2 separate regions of the Sus scrofa genome follow, and region 1 is linked to region 2. A link is a contact called in public Hi-C data. All regions are on one chromosome and are shown on one strand. The core of a region is the stretch at or near the end of the contact, and the rest is flanking DNA. Distances in the headings are between cores, read along the strand shown.

Region 1 (4,302 bases), core at 1,465-3,964, 59 kb before region 2:
TACTATCCAGACTGCTACAAGCCCATGCCTAACCAGTCATTGGCAAGGAGAATGTTCCACTATGATGGGCTTAGAGGAATCAAGACTTAATGCTATGGTTGGCTCCAAGCTTCCCTGAGGTTCCTGGCTGCTTGGTAGAACAAAATTAAAGTTCTGTTAGGAAGAAGGGAGATGGTTTTAGGGAATAGGTATGAAGTGTGCAAACAACAGTGTCTGTTGCAGAATCCAAAAGTCCAGGTTGTTAACCCTGACACGCTACTGCTATTCCGTGCTCTCTCCGCAGCTCCCACCCTTAGTCTAGCATATTCCATTCGAGCCAAATCCCCTACAGCTCTAGCTCTAAATGACACATACCAAGGTTGTGCAATTCCTGAGAGGTCAGTGAAACATGCTGGGTTAGCCCAGACACTGTAACAGTCTAGGGGTGGGTGGAGAGCAGAGCCTCTGCCTCCCAGAAAGGTGGACCAGCCTGGCTCTGACTTAGCCCCAGGTCTAATCATGCTTTCCCTGTCCAATCTCTTTCCCTGCATCTGTATTCTTTTTTTTTTTTTTTTTGCCTTTGCTAGGGTCGCTCCCGCGGCATATGGGGGTTCCCAGGCTAGGGGTCTAATAAGAGCTGTAGCTGCTGGCCTATACCACAGCCACAGCAACATGGGATCCAAGCACATCTGTGACCTACACCACAGCTCACAGCAACGCCAGATCCTTAACCCACCGAACAAGGCCAGGGATCGAACCCGCAACCTCATGGTTCCTAGTCGGATTCGTTAACCACTGAACCACGACGGGAGCTTCACCCAGGTCTGTACTTCTCTTAGAATCTGAATTGTTTTCTTAACAAATTCAATCTGCCCCTTAATATTATTTATTTTTGTCTTTTTAGGGCTCACCCATGGCATATGGAAGTTCCCAGGCTAGAGGCTGAATTGGTGGCCTGCCAACACCACAGCCACAGCAACACAAGATCCGAGCCAAGTCTGTGACCTACACCAAAGCTCATGGCAATGCCGGATCCTTAAACCACTGAATGAGGCCAGGGATTGAACCTGCATCCTCATGGATACTAGTCGGGTTTGTTACCAGTGTGCCATGCAGGAACTTCCTGCCCCTTAGTTTTAAACCCCAACATTATCTTCATATCTCCTTCCCCTGAACTCCCACAGTGAGAAAACTTGTATCCACTGAATTTACTAACTATTCATTGATCTCCTATTTGTGTAGAAGCTTAAAGACAAAACTAGACAACTGGAAAGGAAATTAAGTTTTAGTAGCTATGTGCCAGGTGTTGGGATAAGTTCTTTCACACACACTATCTGACTTTATTCTTTTTTTTTCTTATTCTTTTTAAGGCTGCACCTGGAGCGTATGGAAGTTCCCAGGCTAAGGGTCAAATCAGAGCTACAGCTGCAGGCCTACGCCTCAGGTTGCAGCAACTCCAGATCCTTAACCCACTGGTTGGGGCCAAGGATCCAACATGCATGCTCATAGACACTATGCTGGGTTATTAACCCACTGAGCCACAATGGGAATTCCTGACCTTATTCTTAACAGCACCTTGGTAGGTTAGGCTAGGCTATTTTAAGAGTTAAGAGTTTAAGAGTTAAGGGATTTCAGGAAGTTCCTATGTGGTGCAGCAGGCTAAGGATCTGGTGTTGCCACAGAGTTAAGGGATTAGGGATTTAAGAGTTAAGAGTTTAGGGATGTTAAGAGTTTGGGGATTTCAGGAAGTTCCTATGTGGTGCAACAGGTTAAGGATCTGGTGTTGCCACAGCTGTGGCCCAGGTCCCAAGTACAGTGCAGATTCAATCCCTGGCCCAGGAACTTCAACATGCCATGGTTGCAGTAAAAAAAAAAAAAAAAAAAAAAAAAAAAAGTTTAGGCATTTCAGGTTCAGAAGAAGTCACCTTGTTCAAAGAAGGTAGTTTGGCTCAAGGTCACAAGCTATTTGGAACGCATGACTGCCTGACTTCACACCTGTGTACTTTGCTCTACCCTGTTTATTGCTACAAAACATATTTGCATACATTAAGTTGAGTCTCACGACAATAACAGGGTGAATGGTACTATCTGCATTTTATAATTGAAGAGAGTAGGGTTCAGAGATACTAAACGACTTGTCCTAGTCATATGGAGCTTAGCCATTCAGACTCTGCCACTGTAGAGTGTGCCTGGCAGAGCAGGGCATATTTGTTGAATAGATGATGATCTGGACTATAGTAGTAATTCTTGTCAAATTATATTATTGAAAATAAACAATGTCACTGCCTAGAGTTCTCTAGGTTCCTTTTCTCCCCCTATAATCTCCCCTCTGGGCTTTCGTAGGAACTCTATCACCTTCCACCAAAACTCACAAAGAGTAGAATCCACATCTCCTCAGGGAGGTGCTCAGACAAGGGCTTAAGAAGGAAGGGCTCTCTTTTGAGACAGAGCTCAATGGACCTACAGTTTTAGTTCTCCCACCTCCCACTTCAGGGCTTTCTTGGGCCCTGGAGTGCCGCAGCTGTACTCAAGTCTTCTCCCTGCCCCCAGGTGGCAGGACTGTATTTGCTCTGGGACAGACAGACCCGTGAGCCTCTGCTCTCCTGTCCCGCAGGCCTGGGCCCTGGCAGTCATCCCACTGGTGCTCCCTCTCCTCTCCTCCCTGAGCCCCGCCTCCTGCCTCTGGCTCCACCTCACCGCCCTGGACACAGTCAGTACACACAGCCCAGAGGCTTAGCTCAAAGAGAAACAAAACGAACTGACTGGGTTCCCATGACTATGGCTAGCACCTTCATACCAGGGCTGAACCCTAAGAACCCACATTATATCCCAGGGTAAGACTTCTACCCAGAGCACACCCCTGTTAGCTTCTGGGAATAAGGGTAAGGATACAGGAACTGTGCCACCTGGGGGTGAAGTGGACATGATGGCGTGGGAGGCTTAGGGCCGGGACATCTATGTTGGATGGAAAAGGAAAAGCAAGGGAATAGGAGTAGCCAGGCTTACCATGAAGCTTTGTGTTGTGTTCTCCACGGTAACAGGGTAACAGTAGAGGGGAAGGGTTGAAAACACAGACAAAGAACTAAGAAATGCCTGCTCCAAATATACACACAGCTGAGTCCAGAAATGATCTGGGAGTGAGAGGTCTCTGTTCCCATCTCTGGGGACGGTGAGGCCAGGGGATTCTGGAGGTGAGTGGGTGAGACTTGTGCTACAGGTACACCGGACACTGCCCACTACTTCGGTTCAGCATGGGTCAGACCTACGGGCAGACAACTGGTCAGCTACTTCGCGGCTCTCCTGGCCTAGCGTGGCCCCCTGCCCATCGCACACTTCTGCCTCCCATTCGGTCTCCAAGATCTCCTGAGATTCCCAGGAGAAGCCTGCCTGTCAGGCGTGGACATGAAAGGCTCAGCTCCAGCATGATCCCTGGGTATACAGGTTTGTACACAGGTATGAACAGGTACCCCCAACCTAGAACAAGGGTCCCCCACACTAACAGAAATTTTCCTTATCCCCTGCCCGCCTAGGTTTTGTACCCCAGGCACAGTTCATCTTTGCCAAGAACTGCAACCAGGTCTGGGCTGAAGCTCTGAATGATTTTACTCAGTGGTATGGGGGACAAGGGAGTCAGGAGCTACCAAAGGAGGCCAAGGGAGAAAAAGACATGGAGAAAGACCAACAGCCAAAGCTGGAGGCAGAGGTGGAGGCGGAAAACGAGCCAGAGCTGGGGCAGGAGGTGGAGCAAGTAAGGCCAAGAAGGCTGAGGGGAGTACAGTGGGGTGGGAGTTGGAAGCCTTACCTCTCTGTGGCCAGGCCTGGGGTGACCGTGAGTAGTATGGCTGTGGGTACAGGGACGAGGGCTAGACTGCCAGCTCCACCTCCCTGGGAGCTTGTGTTCCAGCCCAGGGGCTGAATTTGATAGTCATGTTTTTCTTCTATTAACTTCTCACAAGGCTTCCCCTTATTCTATGGATGACAGAGATCCTCGAAAGTTCTTCATGTCAGGTGAGAAGTTGTAGGTAACGACCAAAGGCATGGGGCGGGCGGTGCTCAGGAGGTCCTGGCTTAGTATTCCCCCTCCAACCCCCTAGGCTTCACTGGTTATGTGCCCCGTGCCCGCTTCCTCTTTGGCTCCAGCTTTCCTGTGCTCAGCAACCAGGCACTGCAGGAATTTGACCAGATGAAGTCACAGGGCAGATCCCAGAAGGATCCTAAACATCTTCCTCCACTTTCCAGGACCTACCCTCATAACCTAGGCCTTTTGCCTAAATATGGGGGGTATGTGCCAGGTAAGGCAAATCTCAGAGGGAGGCTTTGGGG
Region 2 (4,635 bases), core at 1,213-3,712:
ATAATCCAGAGTTTTTTGGGATTATTGAGATTTCAACAGGGACTCTAGACAGGGAAAAGTAGAAAAGCCCATTATAAACTTACTGGTTAACCAAAAACTAAACTCAAAAACTGGTCTACAGGCACGATGTCCACGCTTAACCCAGCTCAGGAGCCCCTTTCTGCTTTCAGAAAAATCTGAAATTCCTGATCCAAGATTTACTTTATAAAGTTATAATGATAAGTCAGAGAATAGGAAAAAGAAAAAGTAAAGGATATATTAAAGCTAGAAATGGTTGAGAACATACCCAGGTTCTAGTTAGGCAGGCCTGGCCTCAAAAAGGGACCTTAAACACAGCATAAAAATCAGAGGAAACCAGATTTTGACTTTCCTCAGAGCAGAAACAGCGAGGATGACTGCCTTATAGCCATACATATGAGGGACACAAGTAGCAGAACACCAGAGATCTGGTGGTATCTCCCCTCCTCTAAACCATACCACTGCTTAATTTCCGTGGAGCCTCTTAAGAAACTCCAGCCATTGCTTTTACCTACACTCTGAGCCCCAGGTACAATAATGCTACTAGTAGTCAGGCAAACTATTTCTTAGCTTATAAATTCCCACAGCTTTCCAGCCATTGTTTCAATACTCAGCAATATCATCTACTTCCCCGTGGAACCTGGGCGAAAACTGAGGTCTCAGAACCCTGTCTTAGCTTCAGCAAACTGAATCTTTTCAGATCATCCTCCTAGAAATCAACAAAACAGGTTTCAGGCTCTCTGTTCTTAGAGAAAAACATCTTTAAAAGGCCTATGTTCTTATTTACTACAGATATGTCCACAAAGTGGTAATCCCTGCCCCATTCCGGTCTACTGAGATATAAATGGCCCATATATGGCCTGATCATACCGTAGCAGTATTTAGGAATCTTTGAATATTTCTCACACTAGGCCAGCCTGGGATTTCTATTCCAGTGGGGGTGGGGAAGAGATGTACTCAAGAACTAAAGGGTAAAATAACTGAGATCCTTCATTCCTCCAACCTGTCCCGAAGCACCAGCAGACCAGTTACACCAAGTCGGATTTAAAGGCTGTAGTTAGCCTCCACAATTCTTCCCTAAAGGGAGCAGCCAGTCTCTGGAGCAGAGGATCGGGTAGGGATCATCCCGGCAAAGCTCTCTCAAGATTATCTGGGCAGCCTCTAAAGGCACTGACCAGTAAAAATTCCCGGGTCATGACTTTGGTAAACAGAACATAAAGGGAAAACCGCTGATATGTAGAGGCTCCTATATAAAAGAAATCAGACGCATGAATTGAAAACTGCATATATTCAGTTCTATGCTCCCAATGAGTGCAAGTAGCCCTCCAGATTGCCCCCCCCCCGCCCCCCGTCAAGTAGGTAGTGATATTTTCCCCTCTAAAGCACTCTGCCTCACAGTCTCTGCATTGGGCTCATTCACCCACCCATCATACATTTACTGAATGCTACCATGTGCCAGGCACTGTGCTGGGCGTTGTAGATAAAAATGAACAGTGAATGGTTCTTGCCTTCAGAGCTGTCCCCTGATGTCCTCAGGGCCAGCTTGGCAAGCCCAAGCCAGCCCTGGGCAACGGGATGACAGCGCCCTTTGCAGCAGGTTAAGAGTGGTGGCAGGGGGCTGGCAAAACTGCCAGGCCAAAGGTTTTCTCAAGGTAAAACTGGATGCAGATACCAGCTTGGCAACCAGGGGCCAAAAGGGCGGAGGGTGCAAAGGACCCGGGCTGGGTGCTGGGCTACCGCGCTACCGCAGGGCGGTCACAGGAGATGCAGTACAACGATGACTACTGGGCACGAGTCAACTGAGGGGGTGTCTCCGAAGGGCAGTTTGAGAGACGGTTGGCTTGGAGCTGGGGAGACGCCTGAAAGGATGGTTGGTCCTGGGTGTCTGAGGGTTCAGTGTACGGCGGAGCTGAAGTGTCAGGGCAGGCTGAAGATGGAGCTTGCTCGAGGGGGTCGGAGAAGATGCGAGGGAGGGTGGGCCTGAGGGAACCAGGGGGAAAGGCTGAGCGTCCGGGCGGGGGCGCTAAGGGCTGGATAGGTGGGCCTTTCTCCTAAAGGATCGTTTGCAACGGGAAGGCAGTGGGTCTCCGGGACTCCGCCCGCCCCCAGGTTTCTCGCCTCAGCGTCCTACCTGATTTCTCGCCTCACTGTGCTCCCACGGCGAAGGCGGCGACGTAGTCTCGAGCACTCCAGGGGTCGCGTTGCAGCCGGGACAAGCAGACGTCCCCCGCCTCTCTAGACAGCTTGGTAACGCCCGCTACCCCCTGCAGCTGTGGCGCTGATGGTCCAACCCGAGTCTCCCTCATGCCGCCCCTCCGGACGACCCGTGGTTCGGTCCGCTGGGCCCGCGAGGGCTCACCCACCGCCCCTGCTCCCGCTGCAATAGGCGCAACGAGTCACGCGCAGTGCTTTCCCGCGAGGGAAGCGGCGAGGCTTTGGCTGTGGACCCGCCCTCTGCGGCTGGCGCCCCGCCCCTTCGGGTGGTGCCGGGTTAAGAGCACTGCCTTGTGCTGGAACCCAGAGAACCTTCGCGCAGCTTTAACACCCTGTGGAAGGGAGGTGCATTTGTGCCCCCACCTTTGGCTAAGGCCTCGATTCTCTGCCTGACACCCGGGTGGAACCTCTTGGGAAAACCAGAAAAAGAAAACTAAAGCCTGATCTCAGCCGGGACCGAGTGAACTAGAATCACCTGTGGGGTGGAGTAGGGGTTGGGTGGTGCGGCAGGCTTTGGTTTATTTGTTTGTTTATTTATTTATTTATTTCTGTGATTGGGGCTTATGGAAGTTCTTGGGCCAGGGAATGAATCTAAGCTACAGCAGTGACCGGAACTGCTGCTGTGACAATACTGGATCCTTAACCCTCTCTGTTGCAGGAGAACTCCCAGGCTTTGATATTTTTTCAAGTATCCCATTGTATAGCCAGGGTAAAGAAAAACCTGGTAAAATCTAGAATGGACAAAGACTCCTTCAGCCAAAAATTTAGTCAGGCTAAGTCTGCCCCCGGGGGTTAGGCTCATCTTTGGGCTTCTCTCTGTGTCCCTGTACAATTCAGTTTTGAGCAAGGATCCCTGTAAATCAGTTTGTTGAAAAATCGAACACCCTTGGTATCTGACCACCTTTGATATTTTAGCACCTTGGTCTGCCTCCAGCAAAAATTCTTTTGAGTTGGTCTACTAAGAATCCCCCTTATTCCTGATGTTTCTTATTGGTAACTGCTATGATCATATCCCTCCAAAATTTATATGTTAAAATCCTAACCTGCAAAGATTAAGTGGGGCCTTCGGTAAGTGATTAGGTCATGAGGAGCACACGGGATTAGGATTAGTGGTTTTATAGATCTCATAGAGCTCCCTAGCCCAATCCTCCAGGTGAGAAGTCTGTGACAAGAGGGCACTTAGCAACCCAGTCTCCAGAACTGTGAGAAATTTGTCTATAAACTACTCAGTTTGAAGTGTTTTATTATAGCAGCCCAAATTGACGAAGGCTGTACTTTTCCACCCACTGACCTCTACCACTACTCTGTTTCTGGGCTGATAAATTACCATTGTCTTTGTTGGGGTCGGAGTTGAGCTCAATCTGTCCACCACTGCAACACTCTGCTGCAGTGGTCTCTACCTACTCCATGGTTCCACCCCGCTACTTAAAGTATGCCTTACTACTCTTTAACAAGTGTCATGAATAATTTTTTTGGGGGGGAAGTTCCTGGTCAGTGGTTAACGAATCCGACTAGAAACCATGAGGTTGTGGGTCCAATCCCTGGCCTTGCTCAGTGGGTTAAGGATCCAGCATTGCTGTGAGCTGTGGTGTAGGTTGCAGATGCGGCTCAGATCCCACATTGCTGTGGCTCTGGCGTAGGCCGGTGGCTACAGCTCCGATTCAACCCCTAGCCTGGGAACCTCCATATGCCGCAGGAGCGGCCCAAGAAATAGCAACAATAACAACAACAACAACAACAACAAAAAGACAAAAGACAAAAAAAAAAAAAAGTTTTTCTTTCTTTTTTCTTTTTTTTTTTTTTTTTTGTCTTTTTAGGGCCACACCCATGGCATATGAGGTTTCCAGGCTAGGGGTCAAATGGGAGCTACAGCTGCTGACCTACACCACAGCCACAGCAACGCAGGATCCAAGCCGCATCTGTGACTTACACCACAGCTCATGGCCACGCCGGATCCTACCCACTGAGCAAGGCCAGGGATTGAACCCATGTCCTTATGGATACTAGTCGAGTTTGTTAACTGCTGGGCCATGACAGGAACTCCTTTTTTTTTTTTTTTTTTTTGGTGTTTTTAGGGCTGCACCCGTAGCACATGGAAGTTCCCAGGTTAGAGGTAGAATTGAAGCTACAGCTGCCAGCCTACATCACAGCCACAGTATGCCAGATCCAAGCTGCATCTGTGACCTACACTGAAGCTTGTGGCAACACCAGATCCTTTAACCCACTGAATGAGGCCAGGGATCAAAGCTGCATCCTCAAGTATACTAGTCGGATTCTTAACCTGCTGAGCCATAATGAGAACTCCAGTAATTTTTCCTTTAGCAGAACTCATGCACTTCCTGCTCCTAGGCAGGGTGTATGTGGGACACTGAGGATTCTGTTGTCTTCTATCTAGAGAAGGGT

Evidence for each region. A called contact is a pair of places that touch in the nucleus more often than the background predicts.
Region 1: a Hi-C map of liver shows a contact between it and region 2, with 1.6 times the contacts expected there. The contact joins the promoter of FAM166B here to the promoter of RUSC2 in region 2. A contact is called at or near these places in 1 of 5 promoter capture datasets (liver), 21 of 47 Hi-C or Micro-C datasets (adipose tissue, alveolar macrophages, blood and 11 more) and 2 of 2 datasets of contacts at active chromatin or transcription factors (alveolar macrophages and skeletal muscle).

The regions. Positions count from the first base shown.
Region 1 is chr1:236,323,393-236,327,694 of Sscrofa11.1, reverse strand. It overlaps FAM166B (family with sequence similarity 166 member B), which reads left to right and starts at 2,714. Exons shown (of 6, transcript NM_001243630.1): 1 at 2,714-2,813; 2 at 3,197-3,420; 3 at 3,510-3,727; 4 at 3,936-3,987; 5 at 4,074-4,271. The coding sequence starts at 2,752.
Region 2 is chr1:236,263,742-236,268,376 of Sscrofa11.1, reverse strand. It overlaps RUSC2 (iporin), which reads right to left and starts at 2,462. Exons shown (of 12, transcript XM_001927812.5): 1 at 2,150-2,462.